2 separate regions of the Mus musculus genome follow, and region 1 is linked to region 2. A link is a contact called in public HiChIP or PLAC-seq data. All regions are on one chromosome and are shown on one strand. Each heading gives the region's core, a stretch centred on a gene start, on an enhancer-like site or on the middle of the called end of the contact. The rest is flanking DNA. Distances are from core to core; before and after follow the strand shown.

The links. HiChIP or PLAC-seq counts read pairs in DNA pulled down with a chosen protein or histone mark.
Region 1: an H3K27ac HiChIP or PLAC-seq map of embryonic stem cells shows a contact between it and region 2, with 9 read pairs. The contact joins two enhancer-like sites. A contact is called at or near these places in 3 of 484 Hi-C or Micro-C datasets (bone marrow-derived macrophages and embryonic stem cells), 3 of 115 datasets of contacts at active chromatin or transcription factors (T-cell acute lymphoblastic leukemia and embryonic stem cells) and 3 of 9 other capture datasets (adipose tissue, liver and pancreatic islet).

Annotation. Positions count from the first base shown.
Region 1 is chr16:32,511,866-32,514,565 of GRCm38.p6, forward strand. No RefSeq gene overlaps it. Among named protein-coding and RNA genes, the nearest start is that of Zdhhc19, 17 kb to the left of the region's middle. Within about 2 kb of position 1,281, at least 26 of the 459 cell types and tissues checked have an H3K27ac peak or open chromatin away from gene starts, as enhancers often do. A contact at or near this core is called in embryonic stem cells, where this site is marked.
Region 2 is chr16:32,301,968-32,304,667 of GRCm38.p6, forward strand. No RefSeq gene overlaps it. Among named protein-coding and RNA genes, the nearest start is that of Rnf168, 26 kb to the left of the region's middle. Within about 2 kb of position 1,339, at least 15 of the 459 cell types and tissues checked have an H3K27ac peak or open chromatin away from gene starts, as enhancers often do. A contact at or near this core is called in embryonic stem cells, where this site is marked.

The DNA of each region.
Region 1 (2,700 bases), core at 31-2,530, 210 kb after region 2:
TTGAACTCTTTCCAAAGCCCAGCTGGGCAGTGAACCTGTGACCCTCCTGCTAGAGCCTGCAGGCAGATGGACTCAGGCTTATGCCTCCAGGTCTCTCACACCTAGGACTCTGGCTCAGTGAACACGATTCTGGCCTGACCTCGATGCCTCAGTGGCCCATTAGGATCCCTTGCCTGAACTCGAGTCATGCTAGAACTCAGCCATCCCTAGCAGCAATGGAGATCAGGAGCTCAAAGAAGGGCACTGACTCTGGGCAGAGAAAACTGCACTGGGAACATCCGCAAACCATTAGTTTCTAGATCTTTCTTCACAAGCCTTGGGCAAAAATGGAGAGATGCCTTCCTGCTGGCCCCTTCCTGGCCAGTGCAGCAAGATGCTATGCAAACAGCAAGGGCGGGTCTCCGGAGATGCTGTGCAGGAGTGGAGCGGGCCTCTGAAGATGCTGGGTGGAGCAGGTTCTCTGCTTCCTACAGCGTGTCCTGAACATATCCCAGCCTCTCAAAGTCACCCTTCCTTGCCTGCTAACAGGCAAGTGGAGCCAATGTCTGGTCTTGAATTCAGTGTTGGATGAGTCTCTACAAGGTGTAGACTGTCTGACAGGAATGAAGGTGGGATGGTTGCCAAGGTGACAGTGGTACAATCTTAGTCTACTTAGTCTAGTGTCCTCGCCCTGTGAAGGATCCTTCCACCCCACCTCAATGAGCTCACAGTTTCACACGGGATATACAAAGGTACTGTCCTTTTCACCATTTGTATTGACATTATAGACAGGTTCTAGCCTTGAAACTTGCTCTTTAGCCCAGACAGATCTTGAATTTACAATCCTCCTGTCTCAGCCTCTCAAGTAGGTAGGATTAAAGATCTGGGCCACTAGGCCAGGTTCCTATTCTCTTATGTTTTCTTCTGTCTCTGTCTCTCTCTCTGTCTCTCTCTCTGTCTCTCTCTCTGTCTCTCTCTCTCTCCCCTCCTCCTCCCTTTGCCCTTTCGTACTCTGGATTGAGATGACTTGGAAGCAGCCAAGGCTGTAGGCCACCTCATTAACTCCCAGGCACTAAGCTTAGATCACCTTTCTGTGGTGACCTTTTTAGCTCCCTTCCCTTTCTCCAAGTTATCTTCCAGGGGAAGGAGCTAGGCCTGGTCTTAGGGGACAGGAGTGAGCCCCTTGGGGACCAGGGCTGGGCCCTTTGGCTGCCATCTGGCAGTACAGTCTGGAGCCTCCCAAGCCCCTGCTGTGAGGCCTCTGGGGTGAAAGTGTCTGTCAGGCTGTGAGGTGGGTCTGTGCCCAGTTCACTCTGACTATCCAGAGACTTGGGCTGTTGGCCTGGCTCGGAGAACGGGTTCTGCTGCCCTGGGCACAATGCAGAGCAAAGAGGAAAGAAACCTTTTCCAAAGCAGAGGCCAGGAGGAAGCACACAGAGGCCTCTTTGCTTTGGAACCGAAGCCTTTCAGGTCTGTTTTCTTTAAATATCCTGCTACAGGAAAGAGAAGCCCAAATCCAGACATTCCTAAAACATTCAGGTGGCTTTAAAGCAGCAGTTTGTTTGATCTTCACCCCACCCTGTTTCTGCTCACTGGGGTCTCTGGGACCTACTCCTGCCTGGAGCTTGGTTGGAAGGTCCACACCCTTCCAAGTTCACTCACATAGCCGATGTACCGATGGGGCCTGAGACCTGATTGGAACTTGCTTTTTCTACTTTAGTCTGTTTTTGTTTTCGTCTGCCGTGCTGAAGATCAAACTCTTGGCCGTGTGCATCCTAGGCGCTCACTACCACTGAGTCTCAGCCCCTGCCCAGGTTTTGTTTGGTTTGGTTTGAAGTCACTTTTCTTTGATCCCCAGCTGTAATGGCATGGCTGACCACACCCTTTTCCTGGAAAGTCTTTCCCTTGACCTCTGGGGTCAGACACACAATGACTTCTGACTCAGTGCTCTGCCTCACTACTGATCACTAGACCTAAAGTCCCATCATGAGGCACCTGAGGGTCTCCATCACTTCACTGGTCTTTAACCCAGAGGACTCTCCACTGTGGCAGGCTCTGCGATTTAGTTCTCTATGTCAGAGTGAACCTGATAGAGATGGTGCACAAGATGAGCAGAAGCCCAGGGTTAGCCCAGATTCAGGAACAGTCACTGAGAAGCCGGTCCCAAAGGACGGGTCTCAGCCAGCCTTTCCTGTCTCAGGTCCCCTGATAGAGGGGCAGGAGTCAGGACCAGAGGGACAGGTAGTCCTGAGAGAAGAGGCACTGGGAGGGGGGGAAGCCATCTACAGCCTTATTGCTGGAAGAGGACATAGCAAGCCGAATGGCCTGGGTTCTGTTCCTGGGAGCCACACTGGGAAACAACTAAAACCCCACATGAGGTAGAGTGCGGCTGTAACCCCAGCACCCCCTCCTGCCATGAGATCGAGGCGGAGAGAAGAAGTTCCCAGAAGCTTTCAGCAGCTAGTGTGGAGCAGGCAGCACAGAGAAGAAATGAGAGACTCTGACTCAACAAGGCAGAGAGAGAACCAACTCCCCAAAGTTGTCCTGTGAGTGCTCTGTGGCACATGTGCACTGGCACACACACAGACATACACTCACACACACACATTCACACATATACCACACACACAGGCACACACAAACAGACGTATACTCATACACAGAGACACACACAGAGACACATTCACACATATACCACACACACACAAGTCACACAGACAC
Region 2 (2,700 bases), core at 89-2,588:
ACCCTGTCTTTGCGTTCATTCATTCATTTATCGTGAGGGTCAGCCGCTGTGTGCTGCAGCGTGTTTGAGGAGGCTGTGGCACTGCACTAGTAAACCATCTGGCTGCTCCCACACAGCATTTTTAGTGAAGTTTTAAGCATCAGGGTTAAGAGAAGGTAAGGCCCACAGGAAGAAAACATAAGAGCGTCTCAAAGAGTCAATCTCTCTTAATACTTTGGAATTCTGAATCATGCTAAAAATATCTAGTCAAAGTAGCCTTAAATGTCCTTAAAATATTTCATGGTGTTCGTAAAGCTCAGCCTGTACTACTACATGTGACTTTGCTCTTGTTTGGCTTTTTAATTGTTTTTAGGGTATGTTATACATACATGTTTGATGTATGTAGTGTATTTTGATCCTACTCATTCGTCCCAGCTCCCCTCTTAACAGTATAGCATAATCTGGCCTTGAATTTCTGCTTTTTCAGCATCAACCACCACAACCAGGTAGCTTTTAAATTAGAATTTTAAATTAGAATTTTTCAGCATGGAAAAATTAGAACATTGAAAAATTTTTGGATTATTTTGCTTTGATTTTTGTTTTGTTTTTTCATTTGAAACAAAATTTGGGCTTTCCGGGTAGGATTGCGGCAGACCTACAGTCCTACTGTGGACTCAGAGAAAAACTGCATTGAAAACCATGCAAGGCAGTGTGGTGGGGCAGGCCTCTAATACCAGCACTCAGGCAGCTGGAGGCCAGCCATACATAGTCCCAGGACGGTCAGGACTACACAGAAACCCTATCTTGGGAGGAAAAAAAGAGGCTGGAAATCGAGCACAGTGGTTGAGTACTTGCCTGACAGTCCCAAGGTCTTAGCTTCAATGCTTGTCAACGTGGGGGTAGGGGCAGAGTGGTGGAAGGACCTATTTCACAGCTTAGCATGGACAGGAAGATTTCTAGTTCTAGGAAGAGTTCTAGGCTACATGGAGTAAGCCAGCCTGAGATTTATAGCTTCTCTGCCCTGGAGTTCTCCTTTGGCCAGCATCTCAAAAATACCAACTGAACAACCTCCCCACAGTTAAATAGACAATAACAACTGCAGAAGAGAGAAGAGCCTCTGGTGGAGCTACCTGCATTTGGACAGGAAGTTCATTGGGTGCAGCTTTAGTAAGCCCATTCTGGAGTGAGCTTTTCAGTGAGGGTGTCTGCAGCTTCCTTGAGTCACCAGGTACCTGAAAGCAACCCCTGGTTAACAAAACAAAAACCAATGAACAAAGCACTAGGTGTGGTAGCCCATGCACTTAATTCTAGTGTTCCTGAAGTAGAGCCAAGTAGATCTTGCAGAGCTCTAGGCCATCCTTGTCTCCATAGAGATTCCAAGCCAGGAATGTAAGGAGTCCAGGTGTAAAACTCCAGGGAGCCATAGATTACCGGGGACCCCCTGAGTGAACCACATGGAGCCAGGATCAATGCAAAAAGCAAGAGGAATTTCTTGTTCCAGTGCACTGGGGTGATGTTGGAGCCCTGGAGGATTGTTAAAGCTCTAAGGGGAGAAGTTACCCAATGCGTCTATAGAATATCTGAGGGGAGAGGTATCCTGGCTGTAGGAGCCAAGAAATACCACTAAGTCACACCCCACCACAAACCTGACACAAAATATTTTATTGGGAGAGACACAAGAGGGTGGCTGCCTCTGCTTGGGCAAAAGGCAGTAGGAAACCAAGAAGACGGGTTTATATAGAGTTGAGTTTGTGTACACACACAGAGCTTTCCTGGGTGGGTATTGGTGGGATTTCATGTCCTTAGCTTTTGGGATGCCCAGGGATTGAGGTTTGTTGTTGTCTTTTTTTTTTTTTTTTTTTTTAAGCTCAATGGTGACTTTTCAAAACCAGGAAGCAAGCTTGGATTTTATACCCCGTAGGAGAACACTGAAACTACCTGTAATAGAAGAGTTAATTTATTGCTTCTTAAACTATCAGGAGCTTGGGTTCTGAGAGAGGATAAACCCTGAAGACCTCTGAGGAGGAAATACTTCCACTGCTGTGTGTATCTCTGAGATATCCCCATTAGTCCACTTCTGGATGAGCTGGAGGGCTTGGGAGGCTGGAGTCAGACCGGCGGCACTACTGTAACAATGATAAAGCCAGGACAGTCGGAGGCGGCTCTGCTTTTCCAGAACACATGGCAGCTCACAACGTAACTCCAATGTCCAGTTCCAGAGACTCCACCACCCTCTTCTGGTCTCTACAGACTCTGCACACACATACTACACATACTGTACATGCAAGCAAGCAAAACACGCGTACACATGAAAATAAAATGTAAATAACATAAAACTTTTTTTCTTTGGGTGGGAGGCAAAATAGGGCCTCATGTAGCCTAGGCGAGCCTGGGACTTGCTATGTAGCTGAAGATGACCTCAAGCTACTGATTGTCCTGTCAAGGTCTGGGATTTCAACTGTGTGGGACCACACCTGGATTGTCTTTTTTTGTTTGTTTGTTTTTTTCCTTTAGTATTTTGAATTTTAATACAGCAGCCATTTACTTCTATCCCGTCATTTTTTAAATTTATTATTTTCGTTTTTCAAGACAGGGTCTTGGGGCTGGTGAGATGGCTCAGTGGTTAAGAGCACTGGCTGCTCTTCTGAAGGTTCTGAGTTCAAATCCCAGAAACTACATGGTGGCTCACAACCATCTGTAATGATATCTGATGCCCTCTTC